4 separate regions of the Mus musculus genome follow, and regions 2, 3 and 4 are each linked to region 1. The links are chromatin contacts, called in public HiChIP or PLAC-seq and promoter capture Hi-C maps. All regions are on one chromosome and are shown on one strand. Each heading gives the region's core, a stretch centred on a gene start, on an enhancer-like site or on the middle of the called end of the contact. The rest is flanking DNA. Distances are from core to core; before and after follow the strand shown.

Region 1 (3,283 bases), core at 212-2,711:
ACGGCAGGCAGCATTACTCATGAGAACCCTGCAAAGCACTTGACACTGTACCAGGCTGCTACAGAAGACCATGCGGTCCAGAAATAGGCGACTGACTCTGTAGACCAGAGGCAAACACCCAATGGGCTCTTACCTGGGAATCCATAAAGCACAGAAGCCATGAAGACGCCCTAGCTGCCTGTCGCTGCTCTCCAGACCCCATGACTCTAGCCTGATGATAGTTCTGGGGCTCACACTTACTCTGAGCCCAAATCACTCTGTCCTACTGAATCCCTCAGCATCAGACTGACTTAAAAGGAAGGAAGGGAGGGAGGGAGGCAGGCAGGCAGGCAGGTAGAAAGATTGCCTCCAGTGGCGTAGGAGCCTGGAAAGGGGCAGGCAGACATAAGCCTCCAGGCGAACCCCAATGCTACTCATTCATAAAAACCATTGCCACATGAAGTCATGTGATAGTAATAGAGCTTCAGGTAAACTAAGGGGGTTTATGTAACTTTATGCTGCGTGCAGGGTGTGCATGTAACTAACTTCCGGCAGTGTCTACAGGAAAACACAACCTGAGTGCCAAGCAAACTCCGAGCTCCTGAGGTGTGGCACATCCACGGAGAACTGTCTGTACTGTCACGCATGGTTACCATTCTGAGCCTGTGCCAGCTAAGGAAAGTCCATCTCAACACTCTTCTGTGAAGTGACCCAGGTACAATTGAAGGTGCTGTGTACCTCACAAGCCAGGTGTCCTGGGACACTGAGACCTGGACAGTTTTTATGAAAGCCTCTCTCAGTTTAGAACTGATTACTCAGGGACATTTAAAAACAAGTGTTTCTGAAGGTTACTATCGTCCATTTTCCAGTGTTTATTCAGCTCTGTGGTTACAAGCTCATGCTTGCTTTTGCCATCTTCTTCAGTGGGCACTGGCAGGTACAGAAAGTCCCTAAACACGGAGGCAAGTAGTAGCCATGACAGACCAGAATGCCTGCAGCCTGTGCGGCATCACAAGGTATGCTCAGGGAGAAGCCACAGAGCTGGGTTACCAAGCCCAGGGCCATGTCACATGCTTGTTTTCTTATAGGGAAACAGCCCTAAGATTCCCCCATGTCTGCAACTGCTAGTGGCCACTGCAGTGGCTATAGCAGCATAGGCCCAGCCCAGACCTATACATTGGAAACCCCACCAGCCTCCATACCAGTCCTGTGACCACTCCATTCTCATCTCTTCCACTTCTAACCTTCAGCCTGTACTCTAAGAAAGGTGGGCCCATGTTTCAAAGCTCTGTTTTTACACAGATCTGGGGAGCTACAGGCTTGGTCTTGCTGGCTGGGCACATCAGCAGCCTGGGCACAGTGTCTGTCCCCTTCAAACTGGGGAGAATGGAGACTTGAGGCTCCACAGTAGCAGAGCTGCACAGAGAGGATGCTGGGCAGGGCAGACGCCTCCTCCTAGGCCACAAGCCTGCTCTGTGCACTCTGATCATAGTCGATCTTCTCTGTCTCCTGCTGTCACTCACCAGAGGAGTTCTGCTCATCCCACAGAAGACCACAAATGCCTCTGCTGTAAACTCAATCACCTTCACACAGGAGTGAGCCCCCTTGTGTGAAATGCACTGAGGCTTAAGCACCCCAGACAACTCTCTGCACAGGAGCAGCAGACTGGCAGGGCCAGGATAGACAAGCCAGACTCCCTGGACAGACTAGGGCCTTCCTTCTCCATTCAAACCACACCACTCATTTCACAAGCTCCAAGGGGAAGGAGTGTCCAAAAAACCAAGCCCTGAATGGTCTTCAGGGCTGGACCAGGATAACACTTCAAGAGGGGGTTAGGTACCAATGCAGAGAAACACCTCACTTGTCCAGAATTTTTGCTGGGCACTTTCTGGCAAGATCAGAATCTCAGGAAATACCACACAAATGAAAACACAGAAGCAACGTGGTCAGAATGACCTAACGCTGAGAACACACGACTCCCTTCTCCCCAGCCACAGAGGCATATGCTAAGGAAGCTGCTTCCTGCAGCCTGATGGCCTGACTCAGCCCCTCCACTTCCTCTCAGCTCAGCCTGGCTCCCACCGATGCCCTCTCTCTCTCTGGCAGTGCCCTATAACACAAAGCTAGATCGGCAAGTCATGCACATGTCAGGGGGAGCAGCGAGGAGGAACTCAGTCCTATCATGCATCAACATGGCCTGGACAGGCCCTCTGAGATGAAGTGTAGGCTCATGCAAGATTCTGCTAGAGTCACCACCAGCAGGTGTTACACAGTTCTTCCTCAGAAAGGGTTTCCAGGCTTGGTAGGGGCTTAGCTAATATGCCTATGAGACACAGGAAGAGTGCACTCCCCAGCACCAAACAATGGTCAAGGACAGAACAGAACAGGGCATGGTGGTGCACAACTTTAATCCTAGCACTTGGAGGCAGAGGGAGGAAGAATTCTGAGTTTCAGAGCAGCCTTGTCTTTGTAGCCAGTTCCAGAACAGCCAGGGCTACATAAAAAGACCTTGTCCCAAACAAGCAGACAAACCAAAACAAGCAAGCAAACAAGCAAGCAAGCAAGCAAGCAAGCAAGCAAGCAAGCAAGCAAGCAAAGGACAGGTCAAGCACACTAAACGCTGCCCGGCTCAGGGTGTAAGGTAAAGTGTCCACCGACGGATCAAAGAGGAAGCCAGCTAGCAAAGGGGAGCAACGCGCCAGACATCATGTCAGCGGCTTGGGAACATGAAGCCCACAGTCCCAGTGCCAAGGAGTAACTGGAAGGTGAACAATGCGCACAGCGCTAATCGACTGCGAAAATATCCCTGCAGCTACAGGACCTGGGAAGCCGAGGCAGGAAGGCCTGCAGTACACGTGAGACTGAAGACAGTCTGAGCTACCTTACACAGAAAGACAATTTCAAATACAATAAAATAATGGCTGGCCATGGTCTTGACAAGAAAGGAGCAGCTGGAAACCTGGAGTCAGGAGAAAGCATGCCGGAAAGAGGGGAGCAGTCGATTAAGGACCATGGAAGAGGGAGCTGTGAGCCGTCTGGGCTTCGAGGATTTCAAAGGCTGGGGCAGGTGTAGCAGGACCCATGGGACACCACGTTACCAGGGGACTGGGTCAGTCTGAGATAGTCCAGGGTGGTGCAGCAGTCTTGGGGAGGCAGGTGGACTGGCCATGAGCCAGGTAAAGTGAAGGAGCAGAGAATGATATGCTTAAAGTATCACAAGGCCTGGAGCTAAAGTGCCCGGCACAGCAACTTAAGAGAGCCCAAAGCACATAGGAGGGGCAAGTGCACAAACCTGCACCTCCCC
Region 2 (3,283 bases), core at 206-2,705, 240 kb after region 1:
CTTCACTCCTGTGGCAGCTCAGACCTTCCAACCCCCACCCAGCCCCCTGTCAACAAGTATACTTATGCCCACTTAAAGGAGCAAGAAGATTGCAGGCGCTCAGAGAGGCAAACCATTTGGCCCCAGGACACACAGCACCTGTGTGCAGAGCTGGAGCTAGAACCAACCTCTGCCAAGAAGAGATTTCCCACCTGTAACCAGTGTCCGTGGCTACATCAGTCCTCCCTGGGCCTCATTTTCTTGAGCAGTGTACATAACAATATTCCAACCTCACGGGTCATTTTTGCGTACAGGGGTCTATGACCCAGTGCAGAGAAAATCTGAAATCAGAGAGGGTGCCGGGGTGGGCTGGTAGTGTAAGCTCTGCTTGTATGCCTCCCTTGCTGAGAAGTTCACCTTGTACAGAGTTTTCCAATCCTAATTCCCCAGAGTTTGAATTTAATAAAACCTGCCTCTCTCATCCCATATTGGCCTGGGATGGCCTCTCTGGCCTGGCCTTAGGCCATAGAGACAAACACATCCTCGGCCCTGGGAACACAGAAGCAAAAGGGCAGACAAGGTCCCTCATGAATGACACTTGGCCGGTGTTCTGTAGGAAAGAGGCAGATGCTAACATGCAGCCCTCTGAACGGCCACGAGGTATCACTGGGAAAACTCAGCAACCCAAATTATCATCTGAGTGGTGGTGGCGGAACATGCCTTCAGTTGCAGCTCGGGAGGCAGAGGCAGGCAGATCTCTTTGAGTTTGAGACTAGCCTGGTCTACAGAGCTAATTCCAGGACAGCCAGGGCTACACAGAGAAACCCTGTCTTTAAATAAATGAATAAATAAATAAATAAATAAATAAACTCTCCACTGTGTGGGCCAGATGACATTCCTCCCTAGCTCAAAACTCCACCGTGCTTCCCCATCCTTCAGGGATTAAGTGTGACACCATAATAAGGCCACCACCACACTTCTCAGGGGACATCTTCGTGACCTTGTCTCCTGTCCCTCCACTCTAGCTTCTCATGTCCTTTGGACATATCGCCATCTTCCTAGCTCCACCTCCACCTGAAGACCAAGTGCCCCTTTCCTTTACAGCTGGCCAAGGCTTGCTAACCCTTCCGGTCTCTGCCCCACCCCTCTCTCTTTGTTCTGGTCTCCTTTCTCCCGTCTCTATGAAAGACCACGCAAAATGGAAAGAAAAAAAAAACATAGCCAGGAAAAAAGCATGAATCATATGTTTACAGGCACTAATTAATTACTAAGCTCAAAAATCCAATTTCCATTCTTCCTTTTCCCCGTCTTTGCCCTTTGAGAATGCTTGGAATCTGCGTTCTTTCCCAATGCAAAAGTATGTCAAGTTTATTTTTAGTAAAAGCACGTGATGACTGAGGCTGTTATTCAGTCTCCCGCGTCAGTGGGGAGCTCACCACAAGTGCTGGATGCTCTTCGAACTGGGTCCCAGGAGTCTGGCTGGCCCACACCCGCCAGTTGGGGTCAGAGTGTCCCTAGCAAGGTCCAAGGATTGGGGATTAGGGGTAGTGCAGGGTTTCCAGGCTGCAGTTCCTCCTCCAGGCCAGGAGGGGCGATATGGAGTCGGGGAACTAAAGGTAGATTCTCTGCTCCCAATTGGTGGAGCCAAAGCCTTCTTTCTGGATTAGGTCAACATTTGGACCATCCACATCCTGTGTTCAGGAAGCACGTGGTGGGACAGACAACAAGACTGACTCTCTCTCTCTCTCTCTCTCTCTCTCTCTAGTGCGCATGCGGGACAGACAGGGTAGGACGGGGGGGGGGGGGGGGGGACACACGACTTTACAGGATTCATCATTGGTTCGACAGGACAGGCTCTGTGCTCCGTGCAGCATACAACACTGAACCTTCTTCTCTACCGGCTTCCCCCCCCCCCCCGCCCCCCACTTCCTCTCTACTGGGACCCGGGCTGATGATCACTGCGAGTTCACTGAGCTTCCTGTCCAAATGGCAGCTTTGATCTCTTGAGCGTCTCAAACCCACTCTCTAACCCCAGCTCCCTGGTCTGTCAGCACAGTCCCTCTGTCCCCAGCGCTTACACATCAGCCTGAGCAAAGGCTCACTGTGCAGTCAGTTCCTTGCCTCTTTGAACCTCATGGCCTCTCTTATAAATGAGTTCCAGGGCTGGTGAGATGGCTCAGTGGGTAAGAGCACCCGACTGCTCTTCTGAAGGTCCGAAGTTCAAATCCCAGCAACCACATGGTGGCTCACAACCACCCGTAATGAGATCTGATGACCTCTTCTGGTGCGTCTGAAGACAGCTACAGTGTACTTACATATAATAAATAAATAAATCTAAAAAAAAATAAAATAAAATAAATAAATAAATGAGTTCCAACTCTGTACACCACAGGAGCGCCTCAAACTCAGTGGCCGAAAGGTTCTAGGCAGAGACGAGACGTTCAAATGAACTGGCAGTAGGCAAATGTGACCCTGACATGGCCAGTAGAGACATCACACTCTTATCTTCCCACTGCTCCAGGGAAGCCAGGCTGAAGCCTTATTTTCAGCGTGGGCCATGCATGTAAATCCACAGCATAAGCCCCACACCCCAGACCCAACACATCTCCGGGCTGGCCTGGCCCAGGGGCTGCCTGCTGCAGTCCTGAATGTCAGATAGAGTTGATTTCTAAGACCTTGGAGCCTGGGACAGCCTAGGATGGGGCGAGCAACATGGCCTCGCCCGGCCATGTGGGGGTAGCTATTATCCCAGCATTGGGAGGGCCTGCTGGGCAGGACTCCCTGGAGCTGGACCGTGGGCTGCTGAGCTTCGCTAGGCTCTTAATTATGAAGGATGATAATGATCTTGGTGGAGTGTGCGGATAGGTGGGGAATGACTTAGCTAACTGCGAGTCTGATTGTATCTATTGTAAGAAGCACACGTGGAATATCAGATTAGTGCTCTTTGTGTGCCCATTATTACACCGTATCATTAGTGCCCAGACTCACGAGCCACACGGCCCCCTTCCTTCTCCCTCTGACTTAGCTGACCACCAGCACAGCTCCTTATTGTTCTTGTGGTGTCCCTGCAGGCCTGTCACTGACCTCCTGGACAAGGTGTTCTCTGCTGGCCCTCTCAGGGAGAAGAGGCCAAAAATAAAGAAACAAAGCAAGCCAGGATAGGGAAAGGGAGAGAGGGGTTGGGTGGGGGCACAGGTGGCACAGACGCCATGACCAAGGCAACACTTTTTTTTGTTGGCTGTTTTGTTTTGTTTTGTTTTGTTTTTCGAGACAGGGTTTCTCTGTGTAGCCCTGGCTGTCCTGG
Region 3 (3,283 bases), core at 587-3,086, 170 kb after region 1:
TTTTATTATGGGTGGAGGGGCGTGTGTACCATGGGCCCTGGAGTCTGGAGGTCAGAGAATAACTTTGTGAAGTGGGTTAGACTTTCCACCACATGGGTCCAGGGGCTCGAACTCAAGTCGCCAGGCTTGGCAGCAATCTCTTTACCTGCTGAGTCATCTCACTAGCCCAATAATTCTTGTAGCTAGAAACGTTAATGTGTTGAAAGATATTCATCAGTCAACTCAATTAACATTGTAGTGATGTCTCATTACACACATTATATACAATTCCGATGGCTAAAATTAAAATTAGCAGCAGCAAAACCCTGGCGCTATAGTCTTGATAAAGATGCAAAGCGACAGACACTGGGCCCCTGGCGATGGTATGGATTCACAGTGCAAATTACTATGAAAAACTGGTCACTGACACAAGACAAAGAAAACTGTTCACGCAGACCCTCATCCGCATGGGTTTCCCGTGTTTCCTAACTGCTAAAAACTGGAAATGGTCTGAGTATTCCCTAAGCCTCCGTCCCTCCCTTTCGTGGGATGCTATGAAGCAATAAAAAAGAATATTATACTGATACACCGGATTCTGTGGGCATCTCAGAAGCGTCCTACTAGCAAAGAAACAGCTGGGGGTCGGGGGAACACAGGCTCTGACATCTGTGAAGAGGCCCAGATACTCCAGCACTGGCACGGGCGGGGGCGGGGCGGGGCGGGGCGGGGGCGGGGCATCTTCTGTTCCGAGACTGTGAACATCTAAGTGCAGAAATGTCTTCTGTGAGTGCTGCAGGCCAGAGACCGCACTGTATGGGGTACGCACCACCAGCTGGAGCTGGCCGATTCCCTCTTGGTCACGGAGGGGCCTGCAAGGTGATGATTTGAGGCACTGGATCAAGCTTCTCCAGGACCAAGGAAGCAGAGCAGCTGGGCCACTCCACTGGCTCGTACTCTCGCTGCGCACCATAGAATTCGTTCTGTGTGGGCCTCCAGGAACACACCAGCAGCCTGGCACACGAGATAGTGTTGGTGGGGCTCAATCTGGTGTTCAGTCTGCTTCTCACCACTCCAAGCTGTCTGGTGGGTTGTCCTCTCCTCAGAATACATTCCTCCCACCACAAACCTGTGGCAAATGCGCATACCCTTCCCCGGGAGCCTTGTGCTATGAATCCCTTCCCGTCTCTGCGCCTACAGCTCTCTCTATCCGGGATCTCTTCCCTTCCCTCCTCCCAGTCAGTCAGAGCTTTCTGTGTGCAAATGATACAAAACCAGACCCCAAGAGGCAAGCCGGTTGCCCGTGGAGATGGAGCATCCCAGGGCAAGACTTCAGGTGGGGCTGCATCCAGCAGTTTAGACGCCAGTCAATCGTGGTTCATTTCTAGGGCGGGGGTGGGGCTTTGTCTTTGTGTTGGCCTTGTGTATGGTCACTCTGGAGCTCAAGGAGAAACTGCATATCCTCCAAAGACTGCCAGCATGAGAGACCCGGACAGACTTTGTCACTCCATCATCCTTGAACCAAGAGCTGCAGCGGGCCCTGGTACCTCAGAGCTGGAATGGGCACAGGAGGTCCCCGGGGAAGAAAGGGATGAATGGCACTGTTGGGGACCCTTGCTCTGGCTACCATACCCTCTGACCTCAGGCCTCACTTCCCTGTCCCAACCTCAAGTGCCTCCCGGAAGGCGGGCAGGAAGGAGCTTTGAGTCCCAACATTCCAGTGTTCCGGGACAGCTGCCAGAGCTGGAGGCTCCCAAGTCCCAGGAACGTTCTGGAACTTCTGAGGGCAGGAGTAGGGTGTCAGTCAGAGCCCTGGCGGTCCCTGGCCTGGGAACACGCTTAGAAGATGACAATTGGGTCCCTTCGGCCGAATTCCACTCTGTGGGTACCTGTGCCAAGGAAAACAAGCCCAGGACCGGGCACGGAAGGCGAGGGTGCTTGACGGGGTGTAAGGTGACATTGTTTACACAGGTGTGGGACGAGTCCCCTCACACCCTGCTTGCTTTTCTCCTTCTTTCTCCCCTCTCCAAATTCTTTCCCCCAAGGGTGCTGACAGACATATCAAGGGAGCCAGTGGCTGGTGGTAAGGCTCTGCCCACAGGTGAGCTGTAAGGCACAGAGCCCTGCACCCAGGGTGGCCGGTGGCCTCTCACTACCACTGTCCACCTCCAGTCTGGGGACATTCAGAACCTGGACTGGGACCTCAGAGCAGCTGACTGAAACTCACGGGCCCCAGTCCATGCTTCATTCCCAAGAGGGAGCAGGGGACCAGAGACATTCAAAATGGCTCCCAGCTGACCTCAGAGTCAGCAAAGAAAGAAGAAAACCACAATTTCCTGAGCTCCTACTGTGTGCTAGCCGAGCTCAGGGACTCACTGTGGATCAAACAGATGTGTGATCAGAAAAGAGCACAAGGAAATTAAGCGGTGAGACACCTAAAGTGTGTGAGGGGTGTGGTCAAGGCTCTCTCTAAACTGAGGTGAGGCGGCTCTGGGGTCAAGAATGATGAGCCACTACCAGGGGGACGTCCCAGCAGGTCGCTCTGCATGTGCAAAGGCCCTGAGGTTAGGAAGCTCCGATGTTGGTTGAACTCTGAGGATGGTGTTTTGCCAGTGCAAAGATAGATAGATGTGTGCTTCTATCACACAGAGAAGTGTGCTTCGTGCCCAGGATAAAGCTACAAAGTAAACAGCAGACATTTTCCTGTTACCTGGAGAATGGACTTGTCTAGGGTTACACAGCAGAGTCAAATTCCGGTGACGTTCAACAACTGGGAGCCCCATCTGTGTGAGAGCAGGAGGTCAGGACTCCTGTTTCAGGCCTGGCCTGGGATGGGGTGCACCTGGCTACAGCCCCGAGAGCGAGAGACAGAAAAGCAGGAGCAAATACAGCTGCTGAGTCACGGGGAACCGCAGGCTCCAGCTGCAGTGGTCTTTGCCTCAGTTTACCTAGCTGTAAAAATGGGTTTAATAACATGTCTGCCTCCAGAACCTACTTCAGAGGGGCGCTGGGGAGGTTAATTGCTGCCTGCAGCCCCGGAGCTGGGATGAAAGGGGCAGGAAGTGGGAGCTGCCCACACTTCAGATAATTACCCAGGCTGGAGGGGGTGTCAGGGTCTGGTTCAACCCCAGGCCAGCTCTCTCCTAGAGAGCCTTCCAGCTTGGGCCTCCCAGCAGCCCCGAGACCCCAGAACAAAACAAGGTTTGAGTTCTAGCTCTGTGTTCAGCCAAGATACCCAAGGTGTGTTCTTCCTCAGCTGGGGCCTCTACACCTCCCATTGCCAGCCGTCCCACTTGTATCGGTAGAC
Region 4 (3,283 bases), core at 468-2,967, 150 kb after region 1:
TTAGTAGAATATGCGGCCCATGATATCTGACTAACATCACAGAATCTCTGGCATGAAGGATGGTGATCCCTTCCCCCCTACTCTCTCCCTTGTGCTCAGTTCACTTCCTGTTTGGATGGTTGTTTGCAACAGGGTCTCACTGGATACCCACGATGGCCTAGAACTCACGATCTTCCTGCCTCAATCTGCAGAGAGCTAAGATGACAGGCCCATGCCACATTGTCAGCATTCTGTTTCTTTGGTCCCATGTAGACCAGGCTGGCCTCAAACTCACTGGACTCTTCCTTCAGCAGGTACTTCAGAGTGTTGGGATTACAGACATGCAGCGCCACGCCCAGCTGGCTTTACCTTTTTAACTGATGAGTTTGTGTGTAAGGCTAGCACCGTACTGTGGAGCCTCATAGCCTAGGCTCTGCTGTGTCATCTTTGTAATGGGGCCGTTAAAGAACATAATCGTTGACTCTCCATGAGGCCACTGATAAATTTGCCTGTGTGTTTGTGTGTGTATGTGTGTGTGTGTGTGTGTGTGTGTGTGTGTGTGTGATGGTGGATGTGTGTGAATGTGTGTGTGTGCATAGGTATGTAGTATGTGTGTGTGTGCGCGTGTGTGGTGGTATGTGTATGTGTGTGGTGTGTATGTATGTGTGTACACTGTGTTGTGTTGCACATGCACTGAGAGTGCATGTGTGACGGTATGTGTGTGGTGTGTATGTGTGTATACTGTGTGTTGTGTTACATATACACACGCAGACACAGCGGACGATGTCATTTATCTGTCTCCATTATCTGTGTTTTGAGGCAGGGTCTCTCACTGCACAGAAGTAGTTTCAGCCAGGCCAGCTGACCAGCAGCTCTAGGGATCTGCTTATCTCCCACCCACAGTGCAGTGGCTTCGAGCATGCTCAGACATGGTCAGCTCTTATCTGGGTGCTAGGGATCCGAGCTCAGGTCTTCCCCTAATTCCCTTGTTCTCACATCATGCAGCTTCTCGCTCAGCCTTCTTGAGGCTGGGCCACTCCTTATCTTCTTACTATGCTTTTTCGAGTCAATGGTTCTTTCGACCGTGTGTGTTTGAGAGGCCCAACTGGCCAGTCCTCCTCTGGCTCTCGACACCTTATCTTTTGGGGGCAGGGTTTCTATGGCCTGAAGTGATCTGATTCAGTTAGAGTGTCTGGTCTGGGAGTCCTAGGGATTCTCCCATCTCCACCCCTACCCCCAGGCACTGGGCTCCTGGTTATTCCCCATCACACCAGGCTAGTTGTACGGGTACTGTGGATCTGAGTTTGGGTGCTCGCACTAACACAGTGAACACTACCCACTGAGCCATCTCGCCTACCCCTCAGTGCTTCGTGTGGAGTGAGGTTTGGGTCCGCACACTGTTTCTGCAGGGGCATGCTTGATGGCCGCACACTGTGTTCAGAAGGTCTCCGCCTCCCCCCGCCCCCCTTCTTCTACTGACAGGCCTTCTCGGCTTAGTCATGGGGACTCATCCACAGTCTGCTCCAAGCTCTCTGTGCTCTGCTCATCTGAACGTCTGTCTGTCCTTGTATCTGTCTGTCCATCCTCTGCCCACACTAGACCCCCTCACAGGTACAGGGCAGACCTTACAGGAGCTTTCTCCGTGGAAGGAAGTCACATGCTTTAGTTCACATGTTTTAGTTCACTGATAAACAAGGGATGAAATTCCTTTCCTCTGTGTAATTCCTTTGAAAAGAGAACACTGAGAACACTGAGGCCTAGCAGGGAAAGATGCCTGCCATTCAGCCTGACAGCCTACTGGGTGTGAGGGGACAACTGACTCCTGAAACTGTCCTCTGACTCCCACACATGAACTGCTGCAAGCAAAGCCTCCCCCCTCTCCCTTTCCCCCTCCCCCTCTCCCCCTTCCTCCATCTTCCTCCCCCTCCCTATCCCTCCTCCGCCACCCCCCCCCCCCCAAAACACACAAATACATAAAAATGCAACTAAAGAAAAAGAGTGTCACATCTCTGTGAGTTCCAGGCAAGTCACATTTCAGAGAGAGACAGAAACAGAGAGAGAAGAAAGGAGAGGGAGGGGAGAGAGGGGAGGGGGGAGGGGGGAGGGAGGGAGGGAGGGAGGGAGGGAGGGAGAGAGGGAGAGAGAGAGAGAGAGGGAGAGAGAGAGAGAGAGAGAGAGAGAGAGAGAGAGAATACCAGAGGACAGAGGTTGCTATAGGTTAGTAACTGTCTAGTCAGGGACTACATTTCCCAACTTGCTTTGCACCTAGAACCATGTGATCATCTCTGGCCTATGGTCTCTAAGGGAAGTGACTTTCTTGGCTCTCTACCAGGCCTTCCTTGGTGCTCCACCCCTTAATTTTTCCCTGTCTGCTAATAAATGGATGTTGATCCCAGGTGACCTTGGGATGACCTGTGGAAGATGGCTGAGTGTCCATTTCTCTTCCTCCCTAGGACCATCCAAATCTAAAATTACAATGCACCAGAGACCCACTTTCAAGTTTGAAATTAAGAGAATGTCCCTCCTAGCTGGGCAGTGGGGGTCCGTGCCTCTAATCCCAGCATTCAGGAGGCAGAGGCAGGCGGATCTCTGTGAGTTCTAGGCCAGCCTAGTTTACATAGTTCCAGGATAGTCAAAGCTACATGCTGAGACACTGTCTCCAACCGAACAAGAGAAAAATATCCCTGCTAGCAGACTCAAAAGCTTTCACTTCCGCACCACACATATGGAACAGCCCAGAGAGGAAATGTGTTTGCCCAGGGTCGCACAGCAGTTCCACTGACTGAGGCAACTGATCTCCAAGAGCCTTTGAGTTCTTGTCTTTAAGGTCAGGCAAGTCAGAGCCTGCTGGTCCATACTCCAGGGTAGACAATTACAGAAGAAAATCATAATTAATAATTCAGTGTGAGGCGACTCAGAGCTTCCGGGCCTGGGCGGCGCCAGATGGAGGGAGAAGTAATTTTAAGACTTCCACCTTCCTGGGACGTGAGGGGCAATTTAAACTAAGCGCCAATAAACACACCTGAGACAGCCGTGACCTTTGCTACAAAGTGCTCCTTCGCCTCCAAAAGCCACTCTGTCTTATGATGTGGAATCTATTTGTGAATTGAGGTTTCAAAAAAAAAAAAAAAAAAAGACCAGGAGGGATTTATAGGAAACAACATGGCAGGGTGACAGACTGAATGGGTCAAAGGGCGGCAGAGGCGGGCAGCACTGGGGAGGAGGAGGAGGGAAGGCAGCCAAGGGTTCTGGGCCAGGCATGTTCACCCAGACACAAGCCTACTCTACCCCTATAGTGTTGGGA

What was found. HiChIP or PLAC-seq counts read pairs in DNA pulled down with a chosen protein or histone mark. Capture Hi-C pulls out chosen DNA fragments and counts their contacts.
Region 2: a contact with region 1 is called in a promoter capture Hi-C map of adipose tissue. The contact joins two enhancer-like sites. A contact is called at or near these places in 4 of 115 datasets of contacts at active chromatin or transcription factors (bone marrow-derived macrophages, effector CD8 T cells, large pre-B cells and 1 more) and 2 of 9 other capture datasets (adipose tissue and liver).
Region 3: a promoter capture Hi-C map of liver shows a contact between it and region 1. The contact joins two enhancer-like sites. A contact is called at or near these places in 6 of 115 datasets of contacts at active chromatin or transcription factors (bone marrow-derived dendritic cells, bone marrow-derived macrophages, effector CD8 T cells and 2 more) and 1 of 9 other capture datasets (liver).
Region 4: a contact with region 1 is called in an H3K27ac HiChIP or PLAC-seq map of microglia, with 4 times the contacts expected there. The contact joins two enhancer-like sites. A contact is called at or near these places in 2 of 115 datasets of contacts at active chromatin or transcription factors (microglia and pancreatic cancer cells).

The regions. Positions count from the first base shown.
Region 1 is chr2:167,948,174-167,951,456 of GRCm38.p6, reverse strand. All of the region lies in intron 1 of Ptpn1 (protein tyrosine phosphatase, non-receptor type 1), which reads right to left. Among named protein-coding and RNA genes, the nearest start is that of Ptpn1, 17 kb to the right of the region's middle. Within about 2 kb of position 1,461, at least 200 of the 459 cell types and tissues checked have an H3K27ac peak or open chromatin away from gene starts, as enhancers often do. A contact at or near this core is called in adipose tissue, liver, microglia and 1 more, where this site is marked.
Region 2 is chr2:167,711,768-167,715,050 of GRCm38.p6, reverse strand. No RefSeq gene overlaps it. Among named protein-coding and RNA genes, the nearest start is that of Gm38464, 12 kb to the left of the region's middle. Within about 2 kb of position 1,455, at least 81 of the 459 cell types and tissues checked have an H3K27ac peak or open chromatin away from gene starts, as enhancers often do. A contact at or near this core is called in adipose tissue, where this site is marked.
Region 3 is chr2:167,780,199-167,783,481 of GRCm38.p6, reverse strand. Gm14321 (predicted gene 14321) reads right to left here. Exons shown (of 2, transcript NR_166468.1): 2 at 1-990. Among named protein-coding and RNA genes, the nearest start is that of Gm32287, 3.9 kb to the right of the region's middle. Within about 2 kb of position 1,836, at least 46 of the 459 cell types and tissues checked have an H3K27ac peak or open chromatin away from gene starts, as enhancers often do. A contact at or near this core is called in liver, where this site is marked.
Region 4 is chr2:167,799,220-167,802,502 of GRCm38.p6, reverse strand. No RefSeq gene overlaps it. Among named protein-coding and RNA genes, the nearest start is that of Gm32513, 11 kb to the right of the region's middle. Within about 2 kb of position 1,717, at least 138 of the 459 cell types and tissues checked have an H3K27ac peak or open chromatin away from gene starts, as enhancers often do. A contact at or near this core is called in microglia and pancreatic cancer cells, where this site is marked.